Regions from separate parts of the Macaca fascicularis genome. Here region 1 is linked to region 2. The links are chromatin contacts, called in public Hi-C maps. All regions are on one chromosome and are shown on one strand. The core of a region is the stretch at or near the end of the contact, and the rest is flanking DNA. Distances in the headings are between cores, read along the strand shown. Region 1 holds the start of NFIL3 (nuclear factor, interleukin 3 regulated). Region 2 overlaps LOC135967491 (a long non-coding RNA gene).

Region 1 (6,892 bases), core at 2,553-5,052, 220 kb before region 2:
TCTGAATGAATAAAAATGCTTACTGAAATGTGTGCCATCTGTTGTGGCTGAATTTAAAGACACGTTTCAGTTTTTGTAACAGTGTACTTGCAACATTTTCTCTTCTTTGCAAAATCACCTCTTTCTGGTCTTTTCCTGGGTCCTTTGGAAATGCTTTGAGATGTATTCAGACCATCAGCTGCTTTTGTCTGGGGAAATCATGTCGTTGGTGTAGAGATCTAATTTCTTTCTTAGCTTGAGCAAGAGCTGCTTAATAGGAAACATTTTGGCTTCCCACACTTTAAAGCCATCGCGTCTACAGGGAATGTTATTTGACCATCTATTACCCAATTTCCCACAAAAGCTAGTTTTTGAAAAAGAAGGCCAAGCATGCTGATAGAACTCCTGCTAATGGAACCACGTGGCAAAGTTAGGGGCCTGAGAGGCAGAGGCTGGAAGACAGAGTGGAAATCTTAAAAACTACAATGTCTAGGTTGTGGCTGGGATAGGTAGGTGGCAAGAGCAAAGAGAAAAGTGGACGTTTGGTGGAATGAAGGAATCCCAGGGAGTAATGAGGATCTGAATGACTGGAGAAAGGCCAAAGGAAAAAAGAATCAATAGAGTAAATCAAGAGAAAGAAATTTAAAAAGATAAAAGGTCAACAAAGGTAGAAAAATTACAAGAAAAGGCAAAGTGGAAGAGGAAGACAGAGGTGAAAGATTAAAAATGGCATAAAGACCAGAAATAAAAGTGCATGAGTGAAGGAAAGAAATATCATTCCAGGAAGTTTCTGCCTCAACAGTCAATGACTCACTGCATCAAAGCCAAAATCCCAGCACAAAGCACACACTGATGGGCGTGGGGAGGAGAACCTCACTAAGGCTACCATGCTAGCTCACATCTTAAAGCCTCCACTTGAAAACAAAACAGGTCTGGTGCTGTGACTTACACCTGTAATTCCAGCACTTTGGGAGGCCAAGGTGGGAGGACTGCTTGAGCCCAGGTGTTTGAGACCAGCCTGAGCAACACAGAGAGACACCGACTCTAAAAAAAAAAAAAAAAAAAAAATTAAAAAATTAGCAAGGCATGGTAGTGTGCACCTGTAGTCCCAGCTACTTGGAAGGCTGAGGTTGGAGGATTGCTTGAGCCTGGGGGGATCAAGGCTGTAGTGAGCTGTGGTCACGCCACTGCCCTCCAGTGTGGGCAACAGAGCAAGATCCTGTCTCAACAACAACAACAACAACAACAACAACAAAAACTATATGCTATGGATTCCTAGAAACTGAACTTTTGTTCCTGGAGTTTAATAAAAAGACACAAGATGGTCCATAAACATACTACAGTGGAAAGAAAATGGTCCTGGCACACAGGAGCCCTGATGCAGGCTGCTGGTCACCAGACCAGACAGGAGGTCACCAAAGGGCTTTTAGCTATCAAAGTTTTTCAACAAAGAAATCCAGAAATCCAATGCACAAAACAGATAGGGTGGAGCTGCACAATTTGGTTGCCAGGTAGGCAGCCTGCCTTTTAGTCACTGAGTCCCCCCTCTCTGCCCCGTTACCAGGACATCTCTGTAGAACTCCTCTGTGAGAGGACTCAGACTGTCCAGCCTCCGGGCAGGTAAGTTCGGCAGTCTTCTATTTTTTAATGAATTGCTTGCCTAACCTGAAAATCAGGATATTTTACCAAAAAAAAAAAAAAAGTCAACTTTCTTTTGAATAATTGGAGCTGTGGGCTCTGCAGTCTTTTATTTTTTAATGAATTGCTTGCCTAACCTGAAAATCAGGATATTTCACCAAAAAAAAGGTCAACATTCTTTTGAATAATTGGAGCTGTGGGGTCCTGGAAACAGCAATTGATGAGAGCTGAAAACTAGTATTCTTCAATGGGTCATCTTCTTTTTGCCACAGTCCATGTGTGGCTAACGTCCTGAATTCTCATTACCCATCTGATTTTACAGCTACTCCTGCCTAGCGAGGTCCACTGTAAAATCCCTGGGATATATATATATGGCCTCTTAGGGATGTTCCAGCTCAAAACATTCTGCAGCTGTAGAACAATTATTACTATATTAAATTAAATCATTACTAAATTACAAATTCCTAGTAAATTCCCATTTTAGTAAGAAGTCACTGTTTTAGTCATTCTGTTCTCAAGCTATAGCTCTTATATTTGCTTAGTCAGAAACCATGTTGGCAGTATAATAAAATGAATTAGAATGTGGTTGATTGTCTTCTGCTGGTAGTTCTCATCCCTGTCCCAGCCACCTCCTCCCTTGCCCCTGCCCGCCATCCACCCCCAGCACTGAGAGGTTGCTAAGAGCAAGAACCCCTTCCTCCTCCTCCTGAGAACCTCACAGCCCAGCTCCACCAGCAGGCACAGGCTGATGTCTTCCTAGAAGCCTCCCTATCCTGGTTAATTTGTGTCAAATATCTTAGGTTTTTATGCTCCATTTACTCGGGTTAATCTGCAAATACTTACCTACTCTGTGAATGTTCTAGGATATATATTAGACACATCATCACTTGGGCCCTGGGGACAGATCCTTCATCCTATTGTTTAGTGGTTTCCTAATCACCAGGAGGAGCTAAAGAGTTATTTTCTAAGCTGCTATCTCAGACACCTTTTGCACTTCCTCTGATTTCCAAGTTAGATGGTAACAGGGAATGATGCACAAATATAATACATACACAATCTAAAATACTCCAAGTAATTCTAGGAGCATCCAATTTCAAAATTCAGCATAAAGAATACGTTTCCAGGTTGAGAGAATTCCTCCAGCATCACCGCCTGGGGTGGCTCCCGGCACCTTCTTTACCTATCTTGAAGGTCGAGTTGTCTTTAAAGGAAGACATTTACTACCCATTCTACAACGACTTTGAAATTCCATGAAATTATTCAAAATGCACAACAAGGTGAGGACACGTGAAGGGGAGGGTAGATTATGCAGGGCAGCCCTGGATTTCTAAACAATAGCTGCATTTCTGACCCCGAAAAGGCAACTGATTTATGGAAATGATTTTGATTTCATCTAGGAGAGGTTTTGAAAGGTATAAATAGGCATTGTAAGGTTTTGGCAAAAAGGAAACTATCAGTACATTTGAGAAAAGTGGCCAGGCGCAGTAGCATGTGTCTGTAATCCCACTACCAGGGAGGCTGTGGCCGGAGGATCTTTCGAGCCCAGGAGTTCCAGGCCAACCTGGATAACACAGTAAGACCCCATCTTGAATTATTATATACGTATGAGAAAAGTGGAGATTATAAACTAAAATCAGGATTTGTTCTCATGAAGACAGTCAAGCTTGGAAAATGTGGTCGAGGGGATGTGGATCTTGCATTAGTCAGCACCGGGAAGATGGCTTCGGGGAACACGCTAAGCCCATATTGTACGTCTGAGTTTTCAGAGCCTTGTTAATAGAGCTGTATTACCAGATAAATTACGAACAAGAGTGCGTTCAAAACCACAACACTGCCCCGGGAGGCTTACCAAAAACCCAACTGACAGGTGATAAAAAATTTTTAAATATGACTCGGGTGCTTACGATATTAACTGTGCAAGAATGGGAAAGGTAGAAAAGACAATCTTGGCGAGTAGATCTGCTGCTCATGGCAGACACTAGGGATGGTACCTGGGTGTTCACTCTGCTCTTCTCTTTACTTTGGTTATTGCTTTTTAAAAACGAAAGGGGCAAAAAAGAAGTGGAAAGTCGTGGAGGCACTCGGCCCAGCCCCCACGTAGTTCAAGCAGAGCAGGAGGGAGCTGGCTGGTGGAGGTCCTGCCCACCTGCCACACTCCGTATTTGGGCAAGCCTGTGAGTCACTGTCGGTAACATGGCTCCCTTCGCTAAGGCCAGCACTGACCCACTATCCATGTATCGGTAAATGCAGGGAGTGTGCCACGTGCCTTGACAGTCCAGCGCGTAGACTTAAGAAGTCGAGGCTAGGTGCTCTTTTCCCCATTTTTTTTACTTCTCTTCCGTAGCCCGGGAATTTGGGAGAGAAGACTATCGTATCCAGTTAGAGGCAGAAATGACACTAAGCAGCTATCAGCTCAAGATCACAGAAGAGATCCCGCGCGGTCCTCTCAACCCACAGCACCAAACGCCAGTGGGCGTCCCAGTGGGGCGCACCCGGAGCGCGGACCTTCACATCCTCCGAGGAACGCCGCACCCGCGTGGCGGGGGTGGGTAGATGGACCTCAGCGAGCCTCGTTTCCTAGTCGTGTTACGCAACAACTTTGCAGCCGTCATCTTCGCCCTAATTGTGCAGGGGGCGGCGTTTTGTGCGTGGAGCTTTCCCTCCCGGCTCCGGGCCGTCGCGGCTCTCCGGAGAGGCGCCGGGGCATTTTAATCGCTGCCTCCGCCGCGCAGCCCCGCGTAGCTGCCCGGCCGCGCCAACCCCTTCCCCGCCGCAGCGCGCCCCGAGTGTTGGCAGCTTGCCAGCCGCCACCCCCCGCCTTCCCTCCTGCCCACCCCAAGGTAGGGCTCCTCTCGGGAGTGTGCCGGGAAGGGGAGGCCGAGGTCCCTGCCACGCCCGGGTAGCCGCAGCCCGCAGTGCTCGGTCGGCAACAGGTAGCCCGGCCGGCTGCGGCTCTCAGGAAGACAAAAAGCGCCTCTGCGAACGAGTGAGGGTCGCGGGGTGCGCAGAGCCACCGCAGCGACCGGGAGGGTGAAGGAAGCCAAGAACGGACGGGGCGGTGGGACTGGGGGCTCCCGGGTTCCTCCGCAGGCTCGCTCCGGTCGTGTCGGCCGCGCGGGCCGTTGCGCAACCCTCGTTACGCCGGGCATGGGGCGCCAGCCCTCGCGGGCGCTCGGACGGCGGTGGCCCTGGCCGGGGAGGGACGCAAGCTGGTAGTGGCGCCGCCGCGGAGGGGGAGCTGAGGGCGGGGAGGCGGGGCGTGGCCGCGGAGAGCCCGCCCCGGCCCGCCCCTGCCGGCCGCGGCCATTGGCGGCGGGCCGGGGGCGGGTGCAGGCGCGGCGATTGGGGCCGCGGCCGCCAGTCACGCGGGGCTGGCGGGCGGCGACGTAGCGCGGCGCTCGGAACTGACCTACTAACACACATCTCTCGGCGCGGCCACGGCGCCCGCGGACCCGGCGCGCCCGCCCGCCTCCCGCGCCGCGCCCTCGCCGCCGCCCGCCTCCCGCCGCGGCCCCGGAGGCCCGGCCCGGCCCGAGCCCCGAGCGCCGGCGGCCCGACTCGCGGCCGCCCCTTTCTTTCTCCTCGCCGGCCCGAGAGCAGGAACACGGTAAGCGCTCCGCCCACCGCCGGCCGGGGGCCCGGCGACTGCTCCCCGGGCGCGCTGCGGGCGGGCGGGCGCGGGGTGCTGGCCGCGCAGTGTGCGGGGTCGGGCTGTAAGCTGGGCTCGCCAGCAGCGGCGAGTGCGCGCGGGGCATTCATTACATAAACTTTTGCTGCCTTGTCAGGATGGGACTCGCCACCTTAAGGTGGCTGCTTTGATTGCAGCGCCTTCGCGCCGGCACGTAGTCCTGGCTGGTTTGCGCTCTCCCCCCGCTGCTGTTGCATAATGTCTCCTGATTTCAGGAAAATTGATGTTTTGGTAGAGAAGAGCGCCAGGCAGGCTGAGCCCTCTCCGAGCGGGAAGATGCTCTTTCCTCTCTAGTGTCTTCCTTTCTCGTTCCTTCTCTGGGGCTGGCGGCGTAGAGGGGAGAGGAATTGGGGGTTGAGGAATGGGGAATAGTCTTGATTTGCTTGGTGAGAAAACGGGTTGGTAGCGTGAACGGTGACGGCATTCGGAGAATGCCTGCGCGGCGTTTGTTTGTGTCAGGGGCTGTGCCTGCACAGACGTTTTCCACCCTGTTTGTCGTCAGCGTGTTTTACAAGCCCTCGGGAAGGTTGTGGGATTTGTCCTTTCATACATTGCATAATCTGCCCACGGTGAAATGTTGGCAAGGATTGCGGGCTGATGTGGGAATATGCGCGTATGTGTGCAATGATTTGGTAATTGAGGCGCAGCGTTGGATATTAGATCGTTATTTACGTCTATATTACGTCCCAAATAAACAGGTTTTAAAACGATACTACGAAACCTAAAAGCAAGAATTGCTCGGGTTGAATTCTGATCTTGGGTACTACTGGGGTTCGCCCTTTCAATGTTCTCAGCTGTTATTTTTAAATCTGGGACGAACCATTGTGACGTTTACCTCCCCACCTTCCTAATTTTAATGCATTCCATTCGATCAGCCCTTTTTCTCACCTTATTGTCATCGCTTTTTCAGACACGACAAGACAAATCACATAATAGTTTCCTGGAAATGTTGCATTATGTAACTGCCGAATTTGCTGGCAGTGAGCATAGAGAGGGAGCTAATTACGTGATTTTATAATCTTGCTACAAAGAAAGTAGGACAGTCTCAGCCTTTAAGAATGTCACTATAACAGTTTTTTTTTTCTTAAGGATATTTTAAACAGGAAAGTAGACAACCGGGTAAGCATGGAGTTTGCTCATGCTGCCGAATGTGTGTCTTTTGCCCTAAATGAAACGCGCGTTCTTCTAAATTTAGCCCTATCACATTTTAACAATTGTGGCCTCGCAGTGCTATTTCTGGTGTTTTCTCTAGGGCTGTGTGCAAATACAAGTTCAAGGCCATTTGCTGTAGTTTTAACTACACGCCTTCGGAGACCTTTGATAAGATTGTATTTTTAGGAAGGCATTTCGCAGCGCCCGGTGATTTGCTGGATGCTGGCTCCCATTTATGTTTTTAAAGGACACTTTAGGAAACTGCTGTTCTCTGAGAACAGCGGGGAATGGTCAAGTGCCATCTTCTGTTCTTGGCTTTTGTAAATAACAACAGTAAGTGAGGTCAGAAGTATTTATTTACCCCCAGATCAGATATGACCAATGGGAAACAGATATAGGTTAGTAGATCGTATTTTTGTCTGGATACCCTAGTTT
Region 2 (6,661 bases), core at 3,633-6,132:
GCTTTCTGACTTCTGGTACATCAAAACTGATATTTATTGAATTATTATTAAAGCCCAAACCGTTGACTATACCTCACTTCCCAAATGTCAGGTTTAGTTGTAGTCAAGGTAGGAGAGGATTTACTGCTGTATTGTCTTTTAAATGTGTGCTCTGAGTCTAGACCCAGGAAACAGAAATAGGCTGCTCCAGCTGAGGCTCCCCTTGCCTGGTCATGAGGTTGGATGATCTGTGAGGGATCTGTGTTCATTCAGTCCTTAGTTGCTAAACTAACAGCCATAAACCAAAGCAAAGCAATGCATAAATGCAGCCTTCAAGTAGTAAAAATAAAAAGTATTGAAATTCCAGCATATATAGGTGTCTTATGTTTTAGGACAACTTTTCTTCCACACTGTTAAATTCATGTTCCACTGTTGACTGTGATGACAAAATCATTTATTAATTTGAGCTTTCAGACCTTGAACAGGATTTCATGTACAGTAAGAGTTTGCTAGTAATCAAATGCAAGAGTCCTTTCCTTAAAAAAAAAAAAAGTAAAATGAAGATAAGATGAAATTTAATTTCCAATATATGTTAGGGAACCAGATATATTCTAGTTGGTACTAGAATGTATAATTAGCCCTTGGTGAAATTTCAGAAGACTTTCTAGGTTAAGATGTCATTGAAAACAGTCCCTCTACAGGAAGGCCACTTCGAGGGTAGAAGACACACGTGAGTCATCTCACCTCTGGCAGCACTGTTACCTCTCAGAGCTTCTCAAACACAGTGGCCATTGTTGTTACCACGGCTAATTATTAGCCTGCTCCAACAGAATTTGTGTTGATGTTACAAAAACAGTTTATGCTACACAAGCTCTTTATTCATGTAATAATTACAGCATGTTTGTCTTAAGTATTTCGCAAGTGTTCTCTTTGGATAATACCAGCAAGATTAAGTAACAGTTTCTCGCTAACATTATTGCTCAAGAACATCAAACATGACGGATTGGGATTTGATATCCGTATATCTTTGGCTGCTAGCATCTTTGACTTTTTGCGTTGCTCACATATAAAATACTCTTCTTGTGGGGGTGTGCCTATTGTTTCTAATGCAAACGCCAGGAACCACATGAGCAAAATATTTTATTTCAGTTTTAATGGAGAGTTTTTAATAATGATCAAGAGTAACACAACCAAGCCAGCAACAACACTGTGCCAGAAGCCAGAGACTTCAAAGAGTCTTCCTTTTAGAACTCCAAAAAAAAAAAAAAGTAAGAAAGAAATTTATGTTTCTCCATATCATCCAACTTCATCATTGGCAATAAGTGACTTGGCAAGAAGCATACATCACATGGTTTGAGTTCTGCACTGGAAAAGGTCAGCAGGAGGCACAGACACTGGCCTGCATGATGCAGCCGTGTACTCTGATCCCACGACACGTGCTTTGGAGCACGTTATGCAATGTTACACTGCTGATTAATGGCCGCTTGCACAAGAAGTTTTTCATTACCCCTACTGCAAGCATCCTGGGAATGATTAACTTTGTGACATAACTTTCATCATACAAATATGGAAGATTTAAACAGAATTTCAAAATAATGTGCTTCAGAAATAACAATGAGTTTTGGCTTCTTAATGCGTCCACAATTAATAACTATTTTAAAGCCACTGGGTGAAGTCAAGACACCTATTTGGAAGTTGCCTTTTTTTTAGGAGTAGGGTTTCATGTGAGATTGGTTCATGAACACTCTTCTACCCTATTTTAATTTTACCTTTATTCTAGTTTGCTGTTGAAGATGTCAGACATATTTTACAGTGCTTAGCTCTTATGAGCTAAATATTGAATATACCGGTTGCTTTTATTAAACATTTTTGGAGCCACAAAGATATGACTCTTACATTGTCACACATAGTAGAAAGTTATGGTGATGCTTGTTTTTGAGTCCACGTAACTAAAAAGGTAAACAACTAAAATTCTGCATTTTGTTGAACTTTGACTCTTAGCAGTTGAGTGCCGTCTGAACTGCTGGGTGCGTGAAGACTGTATTTTGATGGCAGAAAGTCAACCAAAGTAGCTTAGACGACAGGAAACTTCACTGGCTCTCAGCCCCAAACTGTGTAAAGACAGGGGAGCCGGGGTCACAGGGCTGCCAGGACACTCCACTCCCCACCATGTGCCTGTAGTCTCTGGTATGTGGCTCCATCCTTTGGGCCTGTCCCAGTAGACCAGCTCTACCTGATGGCAGCTCCCAGCTGCATGGCTCCCCAGCAGGAAAGAGGGGACACACTCTTCACTCACTTCCAACTCAGAAACTCCCAGGAGAGGCCTCTGATAGGCCTAGCTCAGATCATATGGCCTCCCTGTGGCCAGGGTGGTGGGGTACTATGATTGGAGGAGGGAGATCTCTTCAGGAGAAGAGAGGGCTGCTGTCCTGGACCCAAAAACAAAGCAGCCACCCAGGCCAACCTTGACTCAATCAGCCATCCTTTCCCTGACCCTATGTGCCTTAAGGCCTCTCCTAGATACAGTCACAAACCTGGGCATCCTGCTCAGTAAGCATCACCCCAGGGTTCTGCCCAGCTCTAAGTCCAGATCTGTAGGTCACATCCCTTCCTCCAGAGGCCAGGCATGGCTCTGCAGAACAAAGCAGCCTGTGGCCTCAGTGCCCAGTGAAGGAGGGAACCGCTCACAGATGGGGGCGAAGCATGCAAGGGCTCCAGCTCACACCACATTTCACATCACGGGAAGGGACTAGACAGGGACTGTTGTTTTCCTGGCAGTTGATCACTTGGCCAATCTCGTGACAATGTTCTTGCTGCTAGGACTCTTTCCTAGAGGAATATTGGAGAAAATTTTTCCGCTGGGGTCTTATCACGTCATGGGTCCGTGCACTACTTCATTTTTGTTCGTGCAGTCTTAGACGTTGTCATGGGCTGAGAACAGACCCCTTAAGCCTTATGTGGCCTTCCATGGATTTAATGTGAGGAGGGAATTCATAGTCCACCCTCTCTCCAGACGTCAGCCGCATGGCATCTGTCTGAAGTAGGGCTTGCAAGAAGGGGCTTCTGGTCTACCCCAGCATATGGCCCCCACCAGCAAGGACCTGGACCAGCCAGATCAAGGGAGGAGCTCAAGGCACTGTCAGGGAAGTGGGTCAACCATGGAGACAGGGCATTGAGAAGGTGCCAACACCTCTGTCAAAACTCTTCTGGAGGCAAGTGACAGACCCGGCTTGAACTGAACAAGTCAGGAAAAGGGACTCCCTGTGCCTAGCCAGCTTCGGGAGCCACTGGACTTGCCGTCTCAGGACTTTAGGAACTCAGTCTTTCTTCTCCCATCTCCCCCTCTCCTCTGCTATCCAGCTTGCCCTGTGGTAGGAGGATATGGCCCTTGGCGGCTCCCAGGCTCCCCACCACAGAGCAGGGTGCTCTTAATTGCCACTCTGCTCAGAGATGTTTGGGGAGGATGAGGGCCCTAGGCCAGTGGGGAGGTGCGGTAATCGGTAATTGGTAATTGGTTGCCCTCATTAGGACATCGTGATTGGAGTGGGGTAGAAGCCTGCCACACCTGGCTTTCAATTCCAGCAGACAGCCACACGGGTGTCCTTGTCCCTGTGTCTCTAGGTTATTAGTGCATTTCTTTGTTCACCTTTGGACACGCAGGGTGGCCAGACACACGATGTGTGGCTTGTGGACCCCAGCAAATCACAATGCAAGATTCTCCAAATCCCTATTGCCACCGAGTAAATACACTTGGCACAGATGGGCTACTATCTTCCTGGTGCTGTAAGAGTTGTGTTTAATGAAATACCAAATCATCATTTGATTCATGTTGGTGTCATTTTGTTTTCTCAGAGGAAGACAATTGTCCAGTTACTCTTATGTTGGGCTCCTCAAACTACTTTGAAGTTCATATTCAGAAAAATGGGAGCCTGGCTGGGCGTGGTGGCTCACACCTGTAATCCCAGCACTTTGGGAGGCTGAGGCAGGTGGATCACGCAGTCAGGAGATTGAGACCATCCTGGCCAACATGATGAAACCCAGTGTCTCCTGAAACACAAAAAATTAGCTGGGCCTGGTGGTGTGCACCTGCAGTCCCAGCTACTCAGGAGGCTGAGGCAGGGGAATTGCTTGAACCCAGGAAACGGAGGTTGCAGTGAGCTGAGATCGTGCTACTGCACTCCAGCCTGGGCGACAGAGCAAGACTGAGAAAAAGAAAGGAGAGGAGAGGAGAGGGGAGGGGAGGGGAGGGGACGGGAGGGGAGGGGACGGGAGGGGGAGGGGGGGAAGAAAGGAAGGAAAAAAAAGAAGGGAGAGAGGGAAAGAAAAGAGGAAAGAAAGAGAAAGGAAGGATGGAGGAAAGAAAGAAAAAAGGAAAGAGAGAAAGAAAAAGAAAAAGAGAGAAAGAAAAGAAAGAAAGAAAAAGAAAAATGGAAATGGGAGCCCCCAGTTTTGGTTGCTTGAGGAGCAGGTCTAAGATTTTCTGCTGCAAGTGATCAGGCCACACAAGTGAACTTGTCCTAAACAACAGTGTCTATTTCTAAATACAACTTCTAAAGAAGGGAATACTTGTTTTTCTTTCTTCTGAACAGTTGACATGACCCCGAAGTTATGTAAGATGAGTTAACCTGCAGCGCTGCCACATGTTCTTGTGAGAAGTTAAACAAGAACAGGAGGGAGGAAGCGGCAATTTACCAACTTCCGTCCAAAGTCCTTGATTCCAATTCTTTCCTTCGAAGAACAGACTGTGATAACCTTTAACTCTTGATTGCTTCGTGACAGCAGTGACGGGATGGGGGGTTGTAAATGGCGCAGCGGCGGGTGCGGTGAAGTTCGGGGTGCGGCCCTAAGCCATACGACTTTCCGCTGCATCCAGAGGGTTGTGCATGTACTCGGCTGAGCCTCGGTGCTTAGAGCAAGCGTGTGCAACCCCAAGGCCCCCCACCCCGACTCGCTGCTCACATTCCGGCTTCACCGAAAGCCAGTGAGTGCTTAAACACTGACTTCTGACCCCTGCTCCTCCGGCGATCTGTCTTCCCCCTCGCATTCCTGCGGGTCCCGGGCCGGGGGACGCTGCCTACGTGCGGCGGCGGCCCCTGCGCGGCCGAAAGGCTGGCTGCTTCCTGGAACGCGGTGCAGATAAGAAGCCGCTGCCGGGCTCGGGTTTCAGAAGCGCGCCACCGCGGGTTACAAAACCCTGTGTCATAATTTCACTTCGGATTTTTTTTTTTTTTCTTTCCTAGTGCTGGCTTCCCGCAGAAGGACGTTTTGTGTGTTTGGTCCATGTGTGCGTTTGTATTTCCTTTTGGTAATTATTTTGGAAAACGTTCAGAGGCCAAAAATAGAGAAGCCAGAGGCCTCCTTGCTGCGCGCCTCGCGGCCCGGAGCTCTCCAGCGCATAGGGTCCTGCTGAGACACGGCGACGACCACCGTGTGCCCCGAGTGCCCGAGCCCCCTGCCGGGCCTGGCCGCTGAGGACGCGCTCCCCGTCACCGGCTCATTTTCTCGGTTCTCAAACCTTCAGTGCCTGTCACTAGCAACTTAATCTGCGCTCTAACTCGCAGAATTCTTTTGACCTGTTGGAGAAAAATAGCATTTTAAGGTCTGGATTATTCAAGAGGGTGGAGTTGGCTAAGTTTAGTGGAAGTTAAAAATAGCCCGGCGGTGCGGGCGGGTCAGGCCTGGGGGCGCCAAGACCTCCGCCCTCACCCTGCCCCCTACGGGCCTACGAGCCGCAGCCCTCCCAGGGCCTGTGCGTAATTCTAGCCAAGGCCCAGTGTCATTTCCAAGAGGTGCCTCTCGGCCGGGTTACTCATATGTCAGATTCCCATTCTCACGTTGTGTTTCACGCAGCAACTGCATTTCCAAAGAAAGGCGTGAGTCACTACCAAGTGGCTGCAGAGGGAGGGGAGGGCGGCCATACACCGGAAGAAAGACGTGGGGGAAGGGGCTTTTTATAGCGTTCTGAGCTGGCTTTCTTTTCCATAGGTTAATTTTTATCTTAACTACCAAACTTAGGCTGCATCGCCTTTTTATAAGAAATCTATTTAAATACAAGGGATTATTTGAACTTCTTTTAAAAAAGCCAAGGGCATTTTTTTTGTGTGGTTCTCAGCTTATAAATAAAATATATTAATAGTTGTTTAATGGGCATTTAAAATGCCAGCTGCCTGTGACTGTTTTTAGTGCATTCTCTAAACACCACTTGGAGACCTGAAACTACCCCCTTGGTTCAGTCCACAAGGAGACTGCCATCTTGCCATGGGCCAGGTATACCCAGCCTAGTGAGGCCAAGCTCATTCCTCTGAACAGATGGTGATTTTCAAATTGAATGCTATTCTGGTGTACTTACTTAGGAAAAAGATCTAAAAATAGAGTTGAATGAACATAACCTGCAAAAATAAGTTGTCAGCTTCTTTTTACTCCTGGAGGGTTGAAAACAAAGCTGTCAGCAATTTCTGCGAACTGAGGAATCTGTATACTTTATTTTAGAGAGAGCTTTTTCAGTGGGACTGTAATTGAGTCCCCTTAAATCTTTGTGTCAACAAATTACCATCTGTTGTTCTAGAGCCTCTCAAATTGGTGAGACTCGCTGCTGCTTACTGCCGGGGTGGAGGGGGGTGCTGTCATTGCTCTTCTGGATGTGAGCTTTGGAGAGGGAATGGGTGCCGCTGGTTTCCGATGT

The links. Hi-C and Micro-C count contacts between places; a contact is called where the count stands out from the background.
Region 1: a contact with region 2 is called in a Hi-C map of liver, with 3 times the contacts expected there. The contact joins the promoter of NFIL3 here to the enhancer-like site in region 2. A contact is called at or near these places in 2 of 2 Hi-C or Micro-C datasets (liver and skeletal muscle).

The regions. Positions count from the first base shown.
Region 1 is chr15:121,704,443-121,711,334 of T2T-MFA8v1.1, reverse strand. It overlaps NFIL3 (nuclear factor, interleukin 3 regulated), which reads left to right and starts at 3,802. Exons shown (of 2, transcript XM_065530804.2): 1 at 3,802-4,162.
Region 2 is chr15:121,487,927-121,494,587 of T2T-MFA8v1.1, reverse strand. All of the region lies in intron 1 of LOC135967491 (a long non-coding RNA gene), which reads left to right. Among named protein-coding and RNA genes, the nearest start is that of AUH, 160 kb to the left of the region's middle. Within about 2 kb of position 4,882, at least 4 of the 6 cell types and tissues checked have an H3K27ac peak or open chromatin away from gene starts, as enhancers often do. A contact at or near this core is called in liver, where this site is marked.